Linked DNA regions of Mus musculus: all the other regions are linked to region 1. A link is a contact called in public promoter capture Hi-C data. All regions are on one chromosome and are shown on one strand. Each heading gives the region's core, a stretch centred on a gene start, on an enhancer-like site or on the middle of the called end of the contact. The rest is flanking DNA. Distances are from core to core; before and after follow the strand shown. Region 1 holds the start of Inpp1 (inositol polyphosphate-1-phosphatase). Region 2 holds the start of Ccdc150 (coiled-coil domain containing 150). Region 3 holds the start of Pgap1 (post-GPI attachment to proteins 1).

Evidence for each region. Promoter capture Hi-C pulls out the DNA fragments that hold promoters and counts their contacts.
Region 2: a promoter capture Hi-C map of embryonic stem cells shows a contact between it and region 1. The contact joins the promoter of Ccdc150 here to the promoter of Inpp1 in region 1. A contact is called at or near these places in 4 of 39 promoter capture datasets (embryonic stem cells, hippocampal neurons, liver and 1 more) and 1 of 115 datasets of contacts at active chromatin or transcription factors (astrocytes).
Region 3: a contact with region 1 is called in a promoter capture Hi-C map of pre-B cells. The contact joins the promoter of Pgap1 here to the promoter of Inpp1 in region 1. A contact is called at or near these places in 2 of 39 promoter capture datasets (liver and pre-B cells) and 1 of 115 datasets of contacts at active chromatin or transcription factors (astrocytes).

What each region holds. Positions count from the first base shown.
Region 1 is chr1:52,815,674-52,819,580 of GRCm38.p6, forward strand. It overlaps Inpp1 (inositol polyphosphate-1-phosphatase), which reads right to left and starts at 2,015. Exons shown (of 6, transcript NM_008384.2): 1 at 1,729-2,015.
Region 2 is chr1:54,248,673-54,252,572 of GRCm38.p6, forward strand. Ccdc150 (coiled-coil domain containing 150) reads left to right here and starts at 2,011. Exons shown (of 28, transcript NM_030025.2): 1 at 2,011-2,213. The coding sequence starts at 2,157. Gm51622 (a long non-coding RNA gene) reads right to left here and starts at 1,941. Exons shown (of 3, transcript XR_003947818.1): 1 at 1,617-1,941. Gm25829 (a small nuclear RNA gene) reads right to left here and starts at 536; the gene lies at 430-536.
Region 3 is chr1:54,555,324-54,559,173 of GRCm38.p6, forward strand. Pgap1 (post-GPI attachment to proteins 1) reads right to left here and starts at 2,361. Exons shown (of 27, transcript NM_001163314.2): 1 at 2,111-2,361. The coding sequence starts at 2,257.

The DNA of each region.
Region 1 (3,907 bases), core at 765-3,264:
CTAGGCCTACCCACCTTTTGTATGGGTTCTTGAGACAGGGACTACTTCTTCAGTGAGCCATGCCCCTCCCCACCTCTGTCTAGCCTTCTACTATTATCTTCCATTGTTAGTAAACAGCTACGTTTAGGAAACACAACTCCATACTAATTGTGAGAAACAGGAAGCAACACTTTTATTTCCAAACTAACCCAGACAAAAGCCCAACATTGAGTCATTCTGAGCTTCTTAGGACACCCTAAGTATTTTAAGGAAGACATTTATACAAGACTCCCACCTGGGGAAAGTCCACATCTGTGCCACTCTTTAAAATGGAAGATGTTTGTTTTTAATTGATTACTTATTTATCTTTTAGGCAGTTTTGGTGTAACATGAAATAGAATAAAGCATCATTTTTCTAATTATTATTCAAGATCGAAGTAAAAGAGGAAATACCTATATAACGATTTACCTTTATTGCTTGTATTTTTATTGGCCTTCTGTGTCTAAAAATAAATTAGAATTTTTTCTCCAATTACTCCAAGTACAAGTATAATCTAAATGTGCAATAATGAACTTCACACTACAGAGTGAGAGTCTAAGGTGCAAGTGGTGGCTTAGTTCAAAAACTTGCAAAGAAGAGTTCTTAGTCTATTCAAAAACTGAAGTGTAACTTTATGTGTCTTACACAGTCTTCTTCATTGCTAAGAATTAACTGCAAAAGTATTATAAAAGTCCTTTAAATGTAAGTTCTTAAGAAAACAGCAAACAGGCACGTGCAGGGGTTAAAATCGGCTTTCCCGTTGCCTGTATTTTCCCTTTCATTCTGTACTTTCAGATGCCTGACTGAGGTCATCTTGCTAGTCCATCAGCCAAAAGTAGTCCCTGGGGTTGTTTTCTTCCTTAGATTGTTACCAGGTGGGTGGACCTAAGTCTTACCATCTGATTAAAACTGGGAATTAAGGGCAAGGAGCCAAAAAAGCAAAGCAAAACAAAACAAAACAGAAAGATTCATTCTGCATGGGATACATATATATTAAGAGTCCTGTCCGCACGGCCTCAAGCCGCAGTCCTTTTGACGCGAACACCCTCACACAGTGGGCAAACTTCCACGTGTTCCGGTCCTAGTTTTAAGGACAGAAATCTCCAAAGTACACACCGCGCTTGTTAACGTGTATTCCCTAGATTTTTCTTTCACACCTCATGTCTGACAGTCCATATGATTTTTACCAAAGCCAGGTTAGATAATTTAGATGACACCCTTCTATGCTGTCCACACCCACTGCCTAGACATGTCTCACAAAACCATACTTCAAAATGTAGAAAAAATATACCCCCGGACTGTTTAGTCTACACCCATCCAATGGGTCTCTAGAGACAGTCAACGTGGATCCACGTTAGAAGCATCTCTCAGGCAAACTGCTCCCCTACTTCTTGACAGCTACGCCACCTACCCGTGGAACCTGGGCCTCTGCTTCTGACCATTCTCAGATCACCTCATTCAACCTAGAGGCTAGTGGTAGGAATGGAAAGAACCGAGCAGAAGAAGCTACTCTGCGGGCGATTGGATTTCTTTCGGTGGCTTCTGCAGAGCTAAGGGGGCGGCGTGATCCGCGAGCTTAGCCTCTCGGTTCGGGGTTCGGGCTCTGTGTGGGTGGGCACGGGCAGGCCGGAGAGGCCTCGATGCAGCGACCCGGTACCTCGCAGGCCCAGGCGCCGAGGCCAGTAGCCTTCGGCCGGAGACCGACTCACCTGCCCTCTGCAGAGGCGATGGAGCGCGCGAGGCTCGCGGGGACCCAAATGCGCGGAGGTGGAGACGCTGGACACCGGGGAGGGGTGGCGAAAGCAGGAAAGCGGATTACCTAAGCGAGGATGCAGAGCCCCAAGGAGGATACAGCCTTTCCCAGAGAAACGGAAGAGGCGGAGGAGGGGCGAGAGAGGAGGAAGGGAGTGCCAACGCCTGGAGGTGGTCGCGCTGGGACCTGGCGCAATCCTCCTGTGGCGGGCACAGCCGGAGGGCAAGCCGCCAGGAAAACACCGGAGGTCACCGCAGCGAAGGCGGGGAGGCGCCCTGCCTCTCTTGGCTCCAGCAGTGCAGCCCAGTTTCTGCCAGGTCCCGGCCCCGCCTCTTTCCCCCGGGGCGGGTGGCCTCTTGCTTCTGGGGCGGGCGAGGGCATCCCACGCCAGCCAGCCTGAGTCTGGCCTCCGCGACGTCACAAGTGAAGCTTTGTCAATTTGCTTGAGAGGGCCAGAAAGGTCAGGGTTGCCTCAACCACAGTTCTTGGTGTGCATTGTTTCTTCAGAAGCACCCAAAAAGTCTTTGAGAATATTCCTCCTCCATTCATTTGAACCCTTGGTGTTATGGGTTTGACAGATGGTTTGAAGCTGTGAAGTTGGACTTCCTGCTAGAATGAGTCCCCCTGTTCTAATAGAAGCGTCTAGGTTCCTACATGTTTGTTTAGTCAAAGCAGTGTCTTCTGGACCTTATTAGTTGTGGGTCAAGGCCCAGCCAGGCAAGAAGCACATGTTGGGTGGGAAACTCATCTCTTGCTGCAACCCTTTTAAACTAATGCTCAGTGTGACTTAAAGATATAGTTGGGAGTGGTAGGTGGAAATAGAAATGGGTGGTGATGGACAAAGGGCAGCAAGGGTAAGAATTTTAAAAAGGGCAACATTCAACTTTGGGATAGAAGGGGCTCAGAGTCTCTGTGAGTGCTCTGGGCCCTTCTGTCCTGGTAAGATTTATCCGGCTTCCCTGTGATTTATTCTGTGGCTGGAACTGGGAAGCACTTCAACAATTCTAGCCTGCAGGCTTTCTCATCAACCTCTCCCCAAGCTCCCATTTATTTATGCGCAGTACTGCGATGGCACCTCACCCACTTCCATTCCCCATCCGCCTTCCATTCACTCACAGGTTCAGTGGATTCAGCCTTCTTTCTCACTTTTACTTTGTTTTGTTTTGTTTTTGGTAAGAGTCTCACTTTATAACCCTTGCTGGCCTCAAATTCGCTATCCTCCTGCTTCTGCCTTCTGGGTGCTGGGAGTACAGATGGGTGCTACCATGCCTAGATCCTCATATTGTCCTTTAGTTCCATTCTCTTAAGTCCATTCTTGGTGTTACAGCTGATATTAATTATGAAATCATATCCATGACAGCAAAATCAAGGAATAATATAAATGTGACATTTACCATAAGGAAATGGGAGTAGATTTGTATCTAGGAGCAGAACTGGGGAGGGGCTAGAGTAGGAGCTATGACTCTAGCCCATTTCTCTGCAGGTGCAGAGACCACCCTACAATACGTATCTCACTGGATCACTTGCTTGCTCTGATCTCTATTAACACTTGGAGCAAACTGCTGGTGATCAAGGCACATTTCCTCCTCCTCACTGTCAACTTTGCCACTCACACTTAGTGACCCTTTTACCAAACCGGATCTAGATGTCAATCCACAAACTTTTAGAATTCCATGTTTATGGCTGCCATTGCTATTGCAGCAGTCTCTTGCAGCTCTAACACACAGCTATAAGAGCTGGATAACTGGTAAGTCTTACCTCATAACTGATGAGATGGCACAGCAGGTAAAAGTGCATGCCACCAAGCCTGATGAACTCACTTGGATTTCTGGTACCCACATGGTGAATAGAGAGGACTGACTCCCCAAAATTGTGCTCTGGCCTCCATTTATGCGCCACAGCACACCTGTGTGCTCACATACACACAGTTATAATCATAAAAAATAATTTTTAATTAGGTATTTATTTCAGTTACATTTCCAATGCTATCCCAAAAGTCCCCCACACGATCCCCCACCCATTCCCACTTCTTGGCCCTGGCGTTCCCCTGTACTGAGGCAGATAAAGTTTGTACGACCAATGGGCCTCTTTTTCCACTGATGGCCGACTAAGGCCATCTTCTGATACATATGCAG
Region 2 (3,900 bases), core at 761-3,260, 1.4 Mb after region 1:
TGTTATTTTTGTTGTTAAAGTTGGCATTCTGTTCTTGTGGCTGTCTTCTTTTAGGTTTGTTGAGGAATTACCTTCCACCTTGTTTTTTCTAGGGCGTTGTTCCCGTTCTTGTATTGGTTTTTTTCTGTTATTATCCTTTGAAGGGCTGGATTCGTGGAGAGATAATGTGTGAATTTGGTTTTGTTGTGGAATACTTTGGTTTCTCCATCTATGGTAATTGAGAGTTTGGCTGAGTATAGTAGCCTGGGCTGGAATTTGTGTTCTCTTAGTGTCTGTATAACATCTGCCCAGGCTCTTCTGGCTTTCATAGTCTCTGGTGAAAAATCTGGTGTAATTCTGATAGGCTTGCCTTTATATGTTACTTGACCTTTTCCCCTTACTGCTTTTAGTATTCTATCTTTATTTAGTGCATTTGTTGTTCTGATTATTAAAAATATGGAACGCTTCACGAATTTGCGTGTCATCCTTGCGCAGGGGCCATGCTAATCTTCTCTGTATCGTTCCAATTTTAGTATATGTGCTGCCGAAGCGAGCACAAGTCAACATTTTAAAATTAGTTGAAAATTTGGAGGGAGATCAAAAAAAATAAAGTGTGTCTAGTCTCTTCAAAGACAACATTAGAAGCAGAGTATGGCAATATATGTTTGAAACTATCATTCAGGAGGTTGAAACAGGAGAATTTTCTTGAGTTCAAGGCCAACCTAGACTATATTAACATGACTCTCAAAAAGTAAAAACCCAACAAACAAATAAACAAAAATATCCACCCAAACCAACCACAAAATTAGATGTTGAATGTGATGAATTTTCAATTAAAGAGAAACCGAATCTCTAGCTGATAAATTTATTATCAATATTGAAAATTTTAAATCCATTTCTCCAACTTTGCAATTGTTTGACCTAAATTCTTACTTGCCAGGTGATGGACACAAGAAGTGAAAGGCACCGACTTAATTCAGTTTAACTCTCTGACTACTGCCTAATCGGGAGACGTGAGCTTGTGAATTTTCTCATCTCACCAAAGCCTGAGGCTTTTCTGGGGAGTGCATACATGTGTCCTTCATCTGTTCTACAGAAAAATCTTGTTGAATGGAAGTGAAATCATATATACACTGAAAATTACCAGCTTTTTTTTTTTTTTTTTTTTTTTTTGCACTAATGCGTTTTCATTTTTATGTTTAAAGTTGTTTTTGAACAAAGGCATTTCTTTTCATGGGTCATTCACAGTCTTATGAATGTCTTAACAGCTGTGGCTCAATGGGCAGGTATCCTCCCCCCTGCTCAGGAGGCCCCAGTCACCAAAAGAATCAGAATAGCATTTCTGTCAAGACACCTGCGAAGTGACAACTCTCAGACTCAACTCTCAGACTAGGTTTATCAGGTTTATTCCCTCAGCCAGAAGGAAGAGCTTTGATTGCCCTGTGTGGGGTACCAATCATTTGGTCCTGTGTCCTGAAACTCAGGTGAAGTTGAATACCACGTTCTTAACTATAGGAGGGTTTTCACGAAGTGTAAACACTTTTAAGGCAAAACTGAAAAACATGACACCTTTTTTCTCCTTCCCCGGCTTTTCCCTTCTTTCCCTTCCTTCCTCCCTTTCCACCGGCTTCGTTTACCTGTCAACAAGGAATCAAAATCTACGCTGAAGAGACAGAAGACTAGAGAGTAGCGTCTGCGTGGCTTACTCTCTACCTGATCGTTATGAAAGAGGACCGAGTGGATTCTTTTGACAAGAACGAGCTGATTTTTTTTACATTCTTGTGTTCATTAACAAAATATTTGTTAGTTTCTCATAGTTCATACGTTATTTGGTCCTCTGGTTCTCCAACAACTGAAAACATCTGATCTTGGCCTCTTCTTGCTTCCTGCAGGGTGCGCCTAGTAATTAGGGCAAAGCCGACCCAATCGAGGAGAGGGCAGCAACTACGTTTCCCAGCGTGCTCTGCTGGAAACACAATGGAGTTTGGCGTCATCCGGGTCACGTGGTCTCGCGTTTCCCGGAGCACTGAGGGATTCCGGCCAGGGTCCCTCCCCAAGTGGAGGGCCCTGCTGGGCCGGGAAAACTACACTTCCCGGCATGCCTCACCTCGGGTGCGCCTGCGTGCCGGAGCAACCCTGCTGGCGAGCGGGTTGGTTTAAAGAGCTGTTTTAGTTCCATGGAAACAAACTTGCTGCCTGGAGGACCGAGCTACGGGCTGTTGGATGAATCAGGGGTGAGGCTGCCGGGCCCACACAGGAAACTGAGGTGGGCGGCTTAGGGGGAGAGACCACGCCTCAGAACAAGGTTCCTTTCCCTCCCAGCCCGAGTCCAGTCCGGCCCTGGAGACCTCTAGAGCCTCGGTTTACCTTGCTTCAGCACCCTGCCTGGCTGTGAAAACAAGCCAGGTTAAGTTGGCCTTGGTTGGACCACAGCTGCAGAAGGGTGGCCAGCCGCTGAGACCTCTACTTTAGTTGCTGTTCCCCATTTAGGTATACAGTTAGTTGAAGGTTCCTGGCGAAGGCTTTTTCAACATTAAGGCATGGTTTTCTGCCACTTGTTATCCTCCCTGGTTTGCTTCCTGGACGTGAGGCGTCTCCATTTGTATTTGTACACTGTTTCTTGCTTGAGCGGAGATAGATGTTTGTTAAGTATTGTCGTGTTTGGCACCCACAACAGCCAAGATACTATGCTAGGCTCAACAACACCAACAAAAGGATTGTAACCCTACGTGAATCAACGTGGGTCAAACACAGATTCTTGGGGTTTTGTTGGTTGGTTGGTTGGTTGGTTTGTGGACTTCCCCCGTGCTAGGGAATTATACACAGGGACAAATAAAGGGCTATTTTAAACTAGCTGCTTTCCAGGCACCATTTGGGACATAACACACACCCGTTTCCTTCCTCCGACAGAAATTGCATGCTCCGCGACAGTAAGATCCATTCTGATGCTGACAGCAGATATCTAGAAACCCTTTAGAGACATGAATACAAATGTGGTGTCTCTCAGTCTATGCTACAAATGCCATAGTACGATTAATGCCAATAACCCCTTTTGCACACGACTTGGTCCATGGTTTGATGAAGACAAGCAGGCACTTCACCTGCATAGGACTAAATTCTATTTTGTCATCTGAAGAGAGAGAACTGAAGCCAGAAGGTAGAAAGGAACATACAAGACCTAAGATGGGAGGAACCTGGGTTATTGCACAGCGGAGTGCCTGCCAAGACCATTTGGTAGTGTGTGCCTGTAATTCTAGCCTTGGGAGGTAGAGACCTGAGGAGAAGTTTAAAGTCATCCTCACATCGAGTTTGAGGGAAGCTTGAGCTACACAAGACCCTGCCTCAAACCTAAAATAAGTAAATAAATAAACCGTAATGAGATGCATTTATGTATTCCTTCCTTAGCAGACCCTTCCTGGTAAGCTTGTGTGTTTTTTGAGATCCCAGAAAGGCAGCTTTTTTCTTTTGCTGCCTCCTTTCTCCCTTTTTCTGGTTCTGACACCAGCCAAAAATTTGCCCTTAACACTGGTCTCTGGAGAGGCCTTACTCCAGCGACCTGGGTAACTCCTCGTGCACTCCCGTGGACAGGCTTGTCTTCTGTCTTTACTTTTTGACTCAGAAGCATAGCTTTCTCATTCTCCCTTTCCCTCCCCTGACCTCCCCCCCCCCCCATTTTTTTCCCTCTTCCCTTTTCTTCCTTTCTCTTCCCCTCTGTGTGTGTGTGTGTGCACTCGTATGCATAGGTGTATATGTCTTTGTGTCTATTTGTTTGCGTCTACATGCAGGTCTTTCCTGAACACTCCTTACATTATTTTGAGATAGGACCTCTCACTAAGCCTGGAGCTTACCAATTTGGCCTGCATAAGCTATGGCATCATGAAACCACCAAACTGGGCCATTTTGTGGCATTTTTTTTTCCAC
Region 3 (3,850 bases), core at 1,111-3,610, 1.7 Mb after region 1:
CTAAGAAAGGCACAAATAAGCAACTTTTTTTTAAATTAGATATTTTCTTTATTTACATTTCAAATGTTATCCCCTGGCTTCCCCTGCGAAAACCCCCTATCCCCTTCCCCCATCCCTGCTCACCAACCCATTCACTCCCTGCTTTTTCCTGGCCCTGGCATTCCCAAATAAGCAACTTTTAAAAAGAGAAAAGAAAAAGGCCTCAAGAAGGATGAGATATCAAGAGGAGGTCATGCCACCTGCTGGACACCAACCTGCAAACAATTAGAAAGCTTCAGAAATGCTAATCTAGAAGGCAAGAGATAAGCTATCTTTAGTACAGCTTTACTCATAAGAAAGCCACTTGGCTCTTAAAAATCTCAATATTTATTCAAAAGGGCTCATTTCTATAGGTAGGCCTTAATTCTGTTTGTAAAATAACATAATTCATTCAAAGTCTGCTAAAAATGTGTACTAAAACTTCCACCACTATGATTATTACTGTGCACACAAATTATTAAGTGTCAAACTCCAAAACAGCAATTTGTACCAAAATAACTACATACCGACAAAAAAAGCCCACTAGCTCTTTTGTCTCAATGACACTAATTTTCTCTTTCTAGTCAATTTCATGAGGCACAAGGCCCATCTGTGAGATCCATATGCTTTGTTCTGAACATGGAGGCAATTTCTACTACTGCAAATATTAAAACAGACCAAATAATTGTGGGAAATCTAAAAATAAATGGAAACTATTGTTCCAAAATGATTTTATTGTAACCACTGAATACAGTACTACACTAAAGCGACCTGCTTCAATATTACCGAGTTTTCAAATTATTAAATCATAGGCAATGAAAGAGAACTAAAATAAACTCTATTTTCAGTTTTTAAAAAAACCCTAAAGTTCTTATTTTTAACTATTAAGATTCTAATGAACATAAGCCAACATCATATCAGTTCATTAGCTTTGGAATTAACACTAACTTGTTAAAAATCTCCAAAAGCATCTGAAATGCAGTGTTCACTTTCCCTCATAACCACTGATGCAAAATCAAGGTAGGAACTCATCTACTAGAAAATATCCATGGGAAAGGATGCTTGCTCCTCAGCAACTTAAACTTCAGTTTTTAAATGTAAATAAGAGAGCATCAAACAGGCTCCCTCTATAAGGACCTGTACACAGACTCAATCCTGATTTTCATTCTTTATCGACAGAAAAAAAAATCTGCTATGATCCTAAAAGTATACTAAGAATGCACCTTATCAAAATGTATTATGCATATTTTATAGGAGTTATTATAATAGATATTCCAAAATTTAGATTCATTTAGAAATCTCAAGAAAAATATCACCAAAGGGAATTTCTCCTGACAGCTGTGTAATTTGTTATCATCTCTTTCTACTGCTGGTCATGAATGAAATTTTAGATTCTACTACGCGGAACAAATGAAGCAATTAATGAAAGCATTCAAATTAGAACAGAGGAGGTGGGGGGGGGCGATGAAAGAGGAGGCAGATCCTGTTAAACCCAGTGAGAAGACAAAATAACACCAGAATGTACATGCAACCGATTATAACAGATATCGTAATCGATTATGCAGGTCACTGACTGTTCAGAGGCATGCGAAAACACAGGTACGCACACTCACACACCCACGGACTCAAAACCTACAGAACAGGTGGATCGGCAAAATTCTCCACCGGAGGAAAACTAGATAGTTTTCAGTTTAATTATTAATCAGGCCAGTCTGTCACTTCACCCAGAGGTAAAACCTCAGAGCCTCTTTTTTAAATCAGCTTTGGCAACTCTGCAAGACGCTGCTTCTTTCCAGAAAAGCGAAATCTGACGCACGCCCATCACTGGGCGCGAAGAGAAATCATCTCCTTGCAAGCAAAGGAGGGTCCGGGAAGTATAAGGATTGGGGAGAGGGACCAGAGCTGGCTCTCTGGCGGTCAGAAGTCGGGGTCCGGAGTCTGGGTGGGGGACGAGGGGTCGCGGAGGCGAGGATGCCCTGCCCAGCACGAAGCAGGAGACTTCGAGTGCCAGGAGAGCTCCGAGTCGGAGCGTTCCATCTGAGCCCGAGAGAAGCCCGGGAGGTGTGGGCGCGCAGGTAAGGGAGGGCCGTACCTGGTACTCGGGGTACTCGAACATGTAGCTCATGCTGCACTTGTTTTCCTCGAAGCCGAAGAAGACATCCCACAGCCCCAGGGTCGCCAGAAACACCATGAAGACATAGAACGCCAGATTCCAGAGGTTGACTGAGTGGAGAAACATGGTGCAGACGAGCGCCTCTACACCAGGAGAAGCTCGGCAGCCTAGACAGAGCGAGGGAAAGACTCCGGTGCCAAGCCGTGCCCAGCTGAGCAGCGCGCGCCTGCGCGGAGCCCGCCAGCACCCCCTCCCCTTCGCCTGCCGCTCAGCGCGCCTGCGCAACTGCGAGCAGCCGGCCCGCGGTGCCGCCCACGGAGGAGGGGGCTGTGGGCGTTTGCAGCGTGAGCGAGATTGTGTGCCTAAAAAATGGAATGAGAAAGCGGAGTGGGCTGGGCTGGAGGGCATGGAGAGAAAAGGGAGGGGGCGAGAGGGGCGGGGGGACGGGGAGTGGAGGAAGAAAGGGAGAGGGGGATGGGAGCGCGGGATCCCAGAGGCAGGAGAGGGAATGGCCGGGTGGGTACCGCAGGAATTGGCCAGGGGCAAGGATAACGCCCTAGAGTCCAGAGACTGTTAGAGATTCAGAGCTAACTGGCCAAGAGAGGCGGCACATCAAAGGCGTGTCAGGTGGCTGTCACGCACACCTTCCCCTGCAACAGTTTCAAACCCCATCCTGTTCAATTTTGAACCATCTCGGGCCTCCGCAATTTCGCTTCAAGGACCAACTAGCTTGATTCCAGAAGAGACAAATGGCTTTCCCCCTTCCTCTTAGACCACCGACTTGGGCCCTGTAGGTAGTAACAACACCTGCTCATTGAAACAAAACACACGACAGTCAAAGGAAATCCTGTTCTTGGTGGAAGCCTTAATCAGACGAAGTCTAAAAAAAAAAAAAACAATATAAAAATACCTACCAACATGATGTTCCCAGTTGGTACCTGCAGGACCAGGTCGGCACTGACTTGAGGTGCTCTCCAAGTCCCCCATGTCTCTGGGGACTGGTTCCACAATGACGTTAGAAGAGAATTTTGCTCAAGCTTCCACTCTTTCTCATAACTTAGTTCATTTTGAAGAATTTCCATTTGTCTTTACACAAAGGAAGGGGTTTTAAAAAAGCAAATTAAACCCATTGATAATACTTGTAACAGCTTCGAAACGCTGAAATGTTATGAGGTGTCAGCCCTTAAAGCTAACCAGACAGCAGATGAGTTTTGTGTGTGTGTGTGTGTGTGTGTGTGTGTGTGCGTGTGTGTGTGCACGTGCGTGCGTGCTGCTAACTTCAGAATTTTACTTAGAATGATCTTTGGCACTGACTCAATTTTATTTTATTAGATTAATTTTCTAGCAAATATTTTGAGGAAAGCTGGATAGGATGCATGAAATCAAAGAATTTCAAGACCGAAAAGGAAGCTAATTGTTTATCTTATACAAAACCCTGCTATTCACATCAAGAAGCTACAATCCAAAGGTAAAAGGGTAACAATTTTTTTAACCCTAGACAGAAACACTTGGATATCTAAGCAAATACACCTAGCTACAAGATACGGACTATTTGTAAAGAGAGGACTGGGAAAATGGACTGGTGAGCTGCTTTGAGGTATGGAGGTAGATTTGGAAGGGCCAGGAAAGTCTGGGTAATACTGAGTAGCAGGGCAATAGTTAGCTAATAAGCATTTAAGGCATACCATGTATGTTTTGGATGTTGTGGTGTGCCCCTTG